Linked DNA regions of Astyanax mexicanus: region 1 is linked to region 2. A link is a contact called in public Hi-C data. All regions are on one chromosome and are shown on one strand. Each heading gives the region's core, a stretch centred on a gene start, on an enhancer-like site or on the middle of the called end of the contact. The rest is flanking DNA. Distances are from core to core; before and after follow the strand shown.

Region 1 (5,168 bases), core at 2,470-4,969, 110 kb before region 2:
TTTCAACACCTTTTTCAAGAGAATCTAATTGTGCACTAATTTGCTCCAGTAATTGCGCCTAAATATCTTACATTGATGTCTCTAGCATTCAGGTGTAGTTTAATGTATATGTCTAGGCGTTGAGTATTGTGCATCTGTCACACCTACAGTAAGTTTCAATACTGATTTGTGAATTTGCCAGTTTTTAGTATTCCTGGCTAGCACTGCTAGAGCCGCATTAGCTTAGCCCGCAATGTACGCAAGTCTGTTACTTGCGCGTTTAGCGCAAGCTACGTGGGACGAACCGCTAGCTAATAGCGCTCTGGCTTACCGGAACACTCAGGGTTCCTTAGTGTAGTGCTGTCAGGCAGTATTAGCTGCTAACAACAGCTAGCACTAGCTTAGGAAATCTAAGGTTACTGTAAATAGACAGAAGCGCTTTACTCATCCAAATTAACAGTTTTTAGGAGAGAAATCTGTGTAGATTAACATCCAGCGCTCGTTTGACTTTGAAAGATTTTATTTATTTATTTATTTTTTTAAGAATTACAGTTTTGTTTACTTAACTTAGCTTTACGACTAGACCTGCTGTATTAGAAGGAAAACATGACGAAAACCTTGTTCTTTACTAGTGTCGCATATTGCTCCTTATAATCCAGTGCGCCTTGTGTATGAAAATAGACCAAAAAAAAATAGATGTTTATTGATAATGTGCATTATAATCCAGTGAGCTTTATAGTGCAAAAAATACGGTATGCACTATAGATGCAACACAAGTTGAAAAGTGGGTTGAAACTGTGAGGGTCCAAGGAAAATCCCCTCACACTGTGCCTAATTCTTCCCTCCCCCCCGGCTACACACACACATACATATTTAAACACACAATCCCGGCTGGCTATGTTGGGCCAGCTGGACTCAACTCTGTGGGTGTGCTCAGCTACGCATTCTGAGTGGCCCACAGTGGGATTAGAAGAGCTGGATATCCTGGATTAGAGAAGCAGTGTTGACCTTAACACACTCCAGAGACGGGCCTCAAATGCTGCCTCACAGCGTTTGCTCTTGGCTTCAGTCTGTTTTGCTGGGCTTCAGTTCTGCTCAGTGTGATTGAGCTCACTGCTCTTAGTCAGATGTTGGCCGAGTGATTGTGGTTTGGAGGGCAGCCTGGGGGGGGGGTCCAAGCCATCAGACTCCAAACTATTGCAAAAAAAAAAAGGATGTGGAATAACAAAGTTATCAAATGAGTCTGGGTTCTCATGCTGATGTGCGAGTGCTGATCATGCAGTCAATCAGTGACTGTGGAAAAACATAAGACTCATTGACAAAATAAGTAATGCAGCTGTTGAAATTACACTTTATATGTGTAAATGTAAAGATGACATACATGTTTAGTGTTTACAATATTGAAGGGAAAGTAGGGAACACTTGTACAATTAAAAGCAGGCTCTAGAGTCCTATTGGGATGCCTTTAGCCTGGATACAAGATGAGATATGGTTGGGTTATGAAGGTAAGGCATCCTGCAACATATTTGCTCACATATGTTATAGTAGGGCCTGTAGATCCTGCACACTTGCAGGTTGCCAAAGCTGGTATCCCAGCTGAACCCTTAAATGCTCGACTGCTGATAGATTTTATGAACAATCTGGCCAAGGAAGTGAGGAAGTGTTGCAATCTGTGGAGGTATTCATAGGAACCCTTGCAGTGTGTGGGTGAACATTATCCTGCTGGAAAAAAAAAAAACAGCTGGTAGCTTTTGCATGGGAAGCAATACATGTAGCCACAGAACGTCCTGCACATATATATTGTTGAGCTGTTTATGTCACTCGTTTATATCACTACAATGAGTGACCGACTTTTTTATGCAATGGCTTATATTGAAGAGCTTATCCTGAATCCTCCCTGCTACTTCCAAACAGAACCTGGATATTCAATGCTTTCACTCCAGCAAATTAAGAGATTATTGGGTTCGTTGACTGATGGAATGCCGAGAAAGTGGGTAATTCATTGAAACGACCTTGCTGCTTTTCTTAGTCCAATGATGCGCCTCCTCTGAATGTCTCTTAACTGGGCAAAATAATATCAAGTGCATTGTAGAGAGGTATGACTAGCAGTCAATGATCTCTCACCAAGGGAAACAGTACCCAAAGGCTGTCTTTAAAGGCCTTTGCATAGGGCAGAGTGGGGAAGTACCAGTGTCATATCAGACCACATCTGTAATCATTTACTTATCTGCCTTAGATATAACTCTATGTCAAGTTTTGCAGCAATCCGGGGTCCAATTTTTCTATATACCTTGGGAAAAGGTTCTCTCTACTTTTGCTTGGAATGTTTTTAAAGGTCTCCTTTGGCTAAAATCCACTTTTTATTGTTTTTTTGTGAAATACAATAGGTCTCTCTGAGTTGTACATAGTGCTAGTAAAAGAAAATACTCATAAAAGCGAGTCGATCAAGAAAAGCACTGGTCTCGTCAACTCGTGAAATAGTACTTATGGCCTCGCCCACTGTGGCTCGTGACCGCCCATAGACAGTGCTGAAGCTGGTCTGCAGCAGAGCCGACACTGTTAGCTAAAGAGCTTACAGCTCTGTTTACTCCAGCTAGTTAGTGTTAGCTATCTTGTGTAAGCAACTCTAGGTTTAAATCGGATCTCCGGTTGATTCTGTGTTTTACAGAGACCTTAAATATACACTAGTGAAGCACGGTTTGACAAGGTAGCTCAACTCGACAGAACACCGGTCCAAGCGGGCGCCGTTCACGTTGGATTTTATGATATATAGCAGACTTTGGGGCTTCAATGTGGTGAAACTGCCCAAGCACTGATTCACTGATTCAAGTCTGAGGTAAAAGTTTAGTAGCATTAGTTTACAAAAAAGAAACAATTACAAATGCTCTCCTATGCCCCTCTCCTTTCCGAGTGATGCTGAGAGTCTGACATTAAGCAAAGTTTAAGGGTTAACTTTACCTAGCAATCACTGCTATATCTTTACAACTAAGGCTGTATCTCTGAAAACATTTTGTCCTTTTTTCAGAGCTGTAAAATTGACTGTGGGGGGGGGGGGGGAAGGCTGCAGTGCTGCAGTGATACAAGTTCTAAAAAGAATAAATACTTTTTTTTTTAGAACCCTGCATCCAGGTCAAGAACACTCTAGGATCTTTTATTTTTAGCATTTCAAGATAGCAAGGGAACAAAACCAGTTTTTGCTCTTCACCTTGGCATTTACTGCTGATGCTGTTTGACATTATGGGTGTTCCTCATACTGTGAACATCTGCTGGGCTTCTTCTCTCCAGACATCCTTCCTTTATCCGCTCTGGAAATCTCTCAGTATTGGAATAACTCTTGCATGTTGCCGTTCTGGCCGGCGTTCCTCAGATCTCTCTGTTAAAGGAGTTACTGGAGAGAGTGATGGAAGCATTCCTCCCGTGGACTCCAGCAAAGAGAGCTGCTCTCTCTCTCTCTCTTTCTCTCTCTCTCGGGCTCTGGCCGGGATCTCTGCCACCACGGCTTCATTCCTCAGCTCTCTAGCACTGATCTCCCCTTGCTGCCCTCCTCCACTGGTTTTTATTTCTTCACTCCCGCCGCTCTGTCTCTGTCTCGCTCACTTTCACCCACTGCACACTCCTCATATTTTCACACTTTGTTCCACTACAGCATTCCCGTGAATGGCACCACTGTTGGAGACTATAGCGGGGCATTCCTACAGCCGGAGGTGCTTTCCCCCTCTCTTCTCTCTGTCTCGGGCCTTTTTGGATTAATGAGCCTGTAAATCTCCCTCTATTCTGTCTGGCTGGACCCGCCTGGTGTGGATTTATGAGATAGCCCCGAGACAAAGTCTCAGAGTATCAGCCTCTTTCTCGCTCGCTGATGTGGCCGCCGCCGTTGTGCTTCCAAACACTGAATGATGGGAAACTTAAGAGAACTGCTGTCTGGCAGTGTTGAGTCTCAAGGACATCCCAAGACTGTTTTGGACTGTTCCTATGGTCTTGTTAGTTCCAGGATTCTGATGGAAGTAAAGAGACTGGATTCCTTTGGCGTTCTAGGCGAATTTGAATCTGATATGTTCCTAGTGAAAAATTAGAGTAGGAGACACCAAAGTAAACCAGTTGTAAAAGCTTGGAAGAAGCTATTGAGTGGTGCAACTGTCTAAACTGTCTAAGTCTAGAACGAAAGTTTGAAACAAGGTTCAGAGTTTTGTTGCATTGCGTACATTTCACACTGCAGATTAGCGAGCACATTAAAAAGAATTGTCCCATCATTACAATTACAATTACTTTTCATTCAATTTGTTGACATGAACTCTATTATTATTGCTGAAGCTGATATTGCTCCTTTTGTTCCCTTGCATGTATGTTAGCTGAGAGTTAGCAGGCAGAAATATATAGGAAATAGTATAGGAAAAGAGTGCAACCCACTTATTAGGACTCCCCCTATCACTATTGATGCCCCAACACCAGGAGGATGAAGACTAGCACATGCCTCCTCCGCAGACATGTATAAAGTACTAGAGATCCGGACATGAGTAAAAGTACAAGTGCGCTGTCAAAAAAGTGACTTGAGTAAAAGTTAAAGTGTTCTTTAAGCACCAACTTTTCAGCAGATTAGATACAACATTTTGTAATATTTCCATAAAAAATATCCCCTGAAGCTTTACTATCTGGTCTAATTTTTAACTACTCAAAACTCAGTAGGGATTTTTCAGGGCATCTGCTCACACTGAGCAATGAAATACCGTTTTTTTCCCTTAAATGAATATGGCCCTTTCTTTTAAAAACCAACCCAATATCCACAACTGATTGTTTGACTGAAGGGCCACACTAATTCCACACACAGGAGAAAAAAAAATATTTCAGTACAGACACAGTATTTTAGTACTTTAGGAAAGCGCAGAGACTCTGTTTCGATACATCAGCTCACAGATGCCTTGTGCTGATCAATATCACCCTTTGGAGTGATGTAGGGCGAGAGCGCCATCTACCCACCCAGAGAGAGCAAGGCCAATTATGCTCTCTCAGGGCTCCGGTAACCGATGGCAAGCTACATAAACAGTATTTAAACCAGCAATCTTCTGTTCATAGTGGCAGCGCTTAGCCTGGACCTCATTCCTTCTTCAGAGATGATGTTTCTCCACTGTCCTTCCACATTTTAATAATACGTTGGACATTTCATACCCTTATTTTAGTTTATTTTTTAGTTT
Region 2 (5,245 bases), core at 1,479-3,978:
GGCATCAGTCCAACTCTGAAATGGAGACTGACATGTCTGAATATGTTGTCAAAGAAGAAAGCAAAATGAGCACAAGCCCATGCCTTAAGTAAACATCAAGAGCTGAGCTTCATTCTAAAGGGAGTGGTTGTGAGGGCCTTCACTTGACCTCCATATACCTGCTTTAAGATAGATCACTGAGAAGGAAATCTGCCACGTGAGTGCTGCCTGCAGATACTAACCCTGGCTCTCTAAAGAGCATTTCATAATCTGGTTTCAGTTGAAAATGCCTATGGGTGGGCGATACATCAATGCTTGGCAAAACAAATATTTCTTTCTTTCTTTTTTTTTTTGATTGCACCAGCAGAACAGTTACAAGAATTTATTTTAAAATGATAATCATAAATAACATTAAGGGCTGTACTGTAGTCTCCTAAGCACAGTGACCATTATTTTTATTATTATTATTATTATTATTATTATTATTACATTGTGATTATATGGCAACCCAGCCAATGTTCTCATGTAGAGCTAACAAGAGTGGAATGTGGGCTTGGTATGTTCCAAGTGGGCACAGCTCACATGGGTCTCATCTAGGTCCCATGTGCCATGTACAACCCAGTTGAGGCCCATGTCTAACTCCAACTCGTCCTATTACTGACCCTGTTGGGGCCCCATCACTGACATCCAAATGTGGGGCCTAAATGGAACCCATGGACAAACATGTCTCCATTACAAGCATGTCAAACATGCTTCTTCAGAATCAGCATAGTTTGCTTATTTCCCTCCTTTAACAGAAATAGCTTACATAACCTGTTAACTAACAGGCGACTTACCTAAAGGTAAGTCTTTATGTATAATACATTTCTCAATCTTGGTTCTGGAGGCCCACTGTCCTGCACTTTTTAGTGCTTTCCCTGCTCCCAACACGTGATCCAACTAATCATCTCATTAACAGCCCATAATTAAGTTAAAGCGGGTGTGTTAAAGGTGGAAAAGCACTAAAATGTGTCAGTCAAGTCAGTGAGTCTCAACTATGAGTGTTGGAAAAAACTGGCTTGTAAGTATTGCCCCAGAAAACAGAGGGCGTTATAAGAACGTTTAGCAACGTTTTGATTAGAATTTTTCAAATTTTGAAACTTTGAAACTTTAAAAGTAACATTTCCACAACTAAAAGTTTGAAACTTTGACACACGTGGCAATTAAAGGCATTCAATAAATAAAATGTCCTAAGGACATCCATAAAGCTTGAAAGAATAAAGGTACTAAAATTACTAACTGCAACGTTCAGAAAAGGTCAGTGTAACGTTTTGCTGACTGTATCAAGCTAAGTTTGAAAATAGAAAACTGGGTATAAGTCTTTATCATTTTTTTTCCATTCAGTTGAGTGAAGAAGAAATGGGGTTACAAATAGAATTTCATATAATATAGTTTTATTTCTATTCCCCCCCCCCCCCCCCCCCCCCATTTTCTCACCAATTTACACAGCCAATTACCCAACCCACTCATTAGGACTCCCCCTATCACTAGTGATGCCTCAACACCAGGAGGGTAAAGACTAGCATATGCCTCCTCTGATACATGTGAAGTCAGCCACCACCTCTTTTAGAACTGCTGCTGATGCAGCATTGCTAAGTAGCATCACAGCGCTCGGAGGAAAGCGCAGCGACTCGGTTCTGATACATCAGCTCACAGACGCCTTGTGCTGAGCGACATCACCCTTTGGAGTGATGTGGGGAAAGGTAGCTGATGCAAATAGAATTTCAAGAAAAATGAAAAGGCAAATCTTCTCTCAATTTTCAGATTTCTCAGATTTTGTGTCTTGTAACACAAATCTGATGTTATAACCCAACTTGCAAAATGCAAAAATGGAAAAATCAGAAAATAAAGAAAATAAATTTTCCTGAAATTACAATTGTGAGGGGCTGAAAAAACTAAAATTGGAAAAATGGATAACCACTTACTTCTTGTACACTGCACTACATTAAAAAATGAGTTTTTACTTCTCGAACAGTCAGAAGATTATATTAATAAGCGTTAAGTTACACTGACCAGAAAACGTTCTACCAACTAAAAATGTGTTAGCTGGGTAGGTTAGTGAATATGAAGCACAACAGCAAGAGCAGCAGCAGCTTTCTAAGCCTCCTCACAGTCTCCAGTACAGTTAGTTCTTTTTTACTGCTAATCTTATCAGTGATATCACTGCATGTATAATCCTCTCAGGATGAGTGTGTGACTATCTGTGAGTAACTCAGCAGCACTCACTCTCTGAGTCGCTGATGCCGCTGTCACTGACGCTGGCGCTGCTCCTCCTCTTCATGGTCTTGAGGTGCTCGTCGTATCTGAAGTGTCTCTTCTCGATGGGGGAGGTGAAGTCCTCGATAACGGCGTCGAACTCGCACAGCACGGCGTTCAGGTCATCGTCCTCCTCCAGAAAGGCTGGAAACAACAGCAAGAACAAAGTTTAACACTTCAGTATACCTTAAACTGAACTAAATATATGTATGATAAACTAAACCTGTACAGGTCCTAAAGCTCCACCACGAGGGTGGAGAAGTGCCCTACAGCTCACTACTGAACTCACACTTGCTCTGAGACTTCATCTTTGGAGACTTCATGCTGGGTCAGGTAGCTGCTGTCTATCCCAGAACTATTCCAAAATAATGATCCAAATCAGTAAAAGTGTCGCTCGTGCCCCCGCGCGCTCTCCGCTCTGAGCTCTATACGCACTCCTGCTGCAGTAAAAGCAGCCTGAGCGCTTTTAAATCTTCCCCGCCTCCCGCCGGTGGGCGTGGCCCGAGGCGGAGGCGTGGGGAACGTGAGGTAAACTTCAGCCCCGCAGCCGGTTTTAGCTCCTTCTTCACACAGCGTGCCGTCATTTCTCCTCTGAGTGTGAGTAAACTGAATAAACATGCAGCCCGTAACATACAGTTCCTCTTTATTTATAATCAGGAGTCCACCCTGCCCTCACATACCTTACACATTAACACGAGGTACAGTCATCATCATTCACACAGAGGAAATAAATATATTTATATGTATTTGTGTATTAATAGACAAATATATACACATATTTTATTCCCTGTCTTTATTTTAAAACTTTTGACTTATGTAAACATTGTGTAATATTGTTAGAATTTCTTTGCTACTGTGTTTGCCTTTTCTATACCTTGGGCTACAGTAATATGTGAAATTTGCCCTGGGATTAATAGTGTCTTATAAAATACATTTGGACACATCTTAAATTCAGTGCCTTGTAAACATCTGCATAGTAGATTAATACTTAAGTCATCCAAACTATAAAACAAAACATTTGGATTTATTTACTAAACAAAAACGTGTTAAACAAACCAGAACCTGTTTTAAATTTTAGATTTTTTGGCTGAATTTTCTACGTCATCTTTATGAGGTAGAGCCACCTGGAAAGGCTTTCAGTTAACAGCTGTGCTGAACTGGTCAAAAGTAAATTACTTGAATTTCTTGCCTTTTAATGTGTTTGAGAGCATCAGTTATAACTTAGTCATGGTATACGCAGTGAATAGCCTGATTGAGTAATGTTCTAATCCATATTATAGCAAGAATTACTCAACTAAGTAAAAAAATATATATAAGAATGAAGGTCAGTTTATCCAAAAAATTTCAAGGACTTTGAAATATCCTCAAGTGCAGTCGCAAAGACTATTAAAAGCTTTACGATAAAACTGGCTCTCATCAGCACCGCCTCAGAAAGGTTTACTACATGATTCTTTGTGTGTTCCTTCATAACAAACATTGAATGAGAAGGTATATAATCTAAATGTATGCCCATATATATTTTTTCATTTAAGGGAGGGAGGGACATAAGTTTTAAGTGGGAACTCCGGGACCACATTAACTCAATAACATTTATATAAAAAATGAGAAAAAATATATTTTTTAGTCCATACTAAAGGGCTGTTCATTCGTTATTTTTTCCAACAGTGTGGGTTAATCTGAATAGAAAACCAATATAATAAAATATATTGCTGTTCTACAGACTCTGTTTAGCCTACAGCGCGAGAAGCCTCTCCTCTATAATAGTGAGTTTGTAGGGACACCTGCTGGTTTGAAACAGTAACTGCATTTATGATAGAAATACGTTTTAGAATGCAATAGGTTCTCAAGACTTCTTGCATCTTCATGGTAAATTAAGCTTTTTTTTCTTTTCGTGTGAAGTTGTTTTTTGGAAATATACAATATGTTTTTAACTGACTTTTTTTCAATCATTTTATGTAAGGATATGGGTGGCTGTACAGCCATTCTTTTTTAAAGCTACCCAAGCATACTTAAGAGCAATTATTTGTATATACATATAAATAAAAATATATACAATTTGTTAACTCTGTAGTTTAGCTATAGCAAAAGTATATACATATGCCTAGATCATTTCTGTTTGTATTTGTACCCTGTGCTCAATTAGTAGGAGTATTTAAAGGGCTAATTTCTGTATTTTCTCTACCCCTACTGAGGTGTGAAATCCAGCACGTTTAGCATTTTACTACACCTACATTGCCTGGTTTAGCACATAGACAACTGGCAAAACACAGAGTGTGTTTGCATCTGCACTTTCCTGATGGCTTTCAAAGCTGCTGTGCGAGATAATTACATACACAGTGTCACACAAAGTGACAAATATAACACCTCCTGTACGGAGAACAGGGCTTTGTTTAGTTCACAGGCCCAAAATGTGGATTAATTATGTCAATATTATTGACATATGTACTGTATTACATGCTATCATAAACTGTATTTACTTGCATCATAATGAATGTTTCAACTTAACATCTGTCATGTAACACACATAACATATGAAACTATAAAAATATGCTAATAAAAATATATATTGGTTGTACATATAAAATGCAATCCAACAGTTGCTTTCCCAAGTAGTTTAAACAAATGAGAAATAATGAATCATGTCCATGTTTATTTTGACATTTCATCAGTCACATACACATTTATGACACATTCTTTACCATTATTGAACATAAGGGAGTGTTAAATTCCAAGGACTTCCAGAAAAGTGACAGACAAAATGCATCATCAATACAAGCTATTGTCTTCCACCAGTATGGTCCACATTCACATTTACAGGAACGGTATCTTAATGGATTTTGTTGTTTTGCTGTATTAAAAATGGCTCCAACATCACACACTCAATACTAAGAAGTATCAATCCTCTACAAGCTGAGTGGGAGGATGCTACATATTTTGTTTCCATGCTCATAATAAAGTGCCTTGTTATAAA

The links. A called contact is a pair of places that touch in the nucleus more often than the background predicts.
Region 1: a contact with region 2 is called in a Hi-C map of muscle, with 16 times the contacts expected there. The contact joins the enhancer-like site here to the promoter of rgcc in region 2. A contact is called at or near these places in 3 of 3 Hi-C or Micro-C datasets (blood and muscle).

The regions. Positions count from the first base shown.
Region 1 is chr11:27,878,217-27,883,384 of AstMex3_surface, reverse strand. The region is part of intron 37 of vwa8 (von Willebrand factor A domain containing 8); the gene reads left to right. Among protein-coding and RNA genes, the nearest start is that of vwa8, 96 kb to the left of the region's middle. Within about 2 kb of position 3,719, the one cell type or tissue checked has an H3K27ac peak away from gene starts, as active enhancers do.
Region 2 is chr11:27,772,044-27,777,288 of AstMex3_surface, reverse strand. rgcc (regulator of cell cycle) reads right to left here and starts at 2,728. Exons shown (of 5, transcript XM_007251701.4): 1 at 2,564-2,728; 2 at 2,245-2,418. The coding sequence starts at 2,597. It overlaps zgc:101559 (Rab33B_Rab33A domain-containing protein), which reads right to left. Exons shown (of 2, transcript XM_007251699.4): 2 at 4,905-5,245.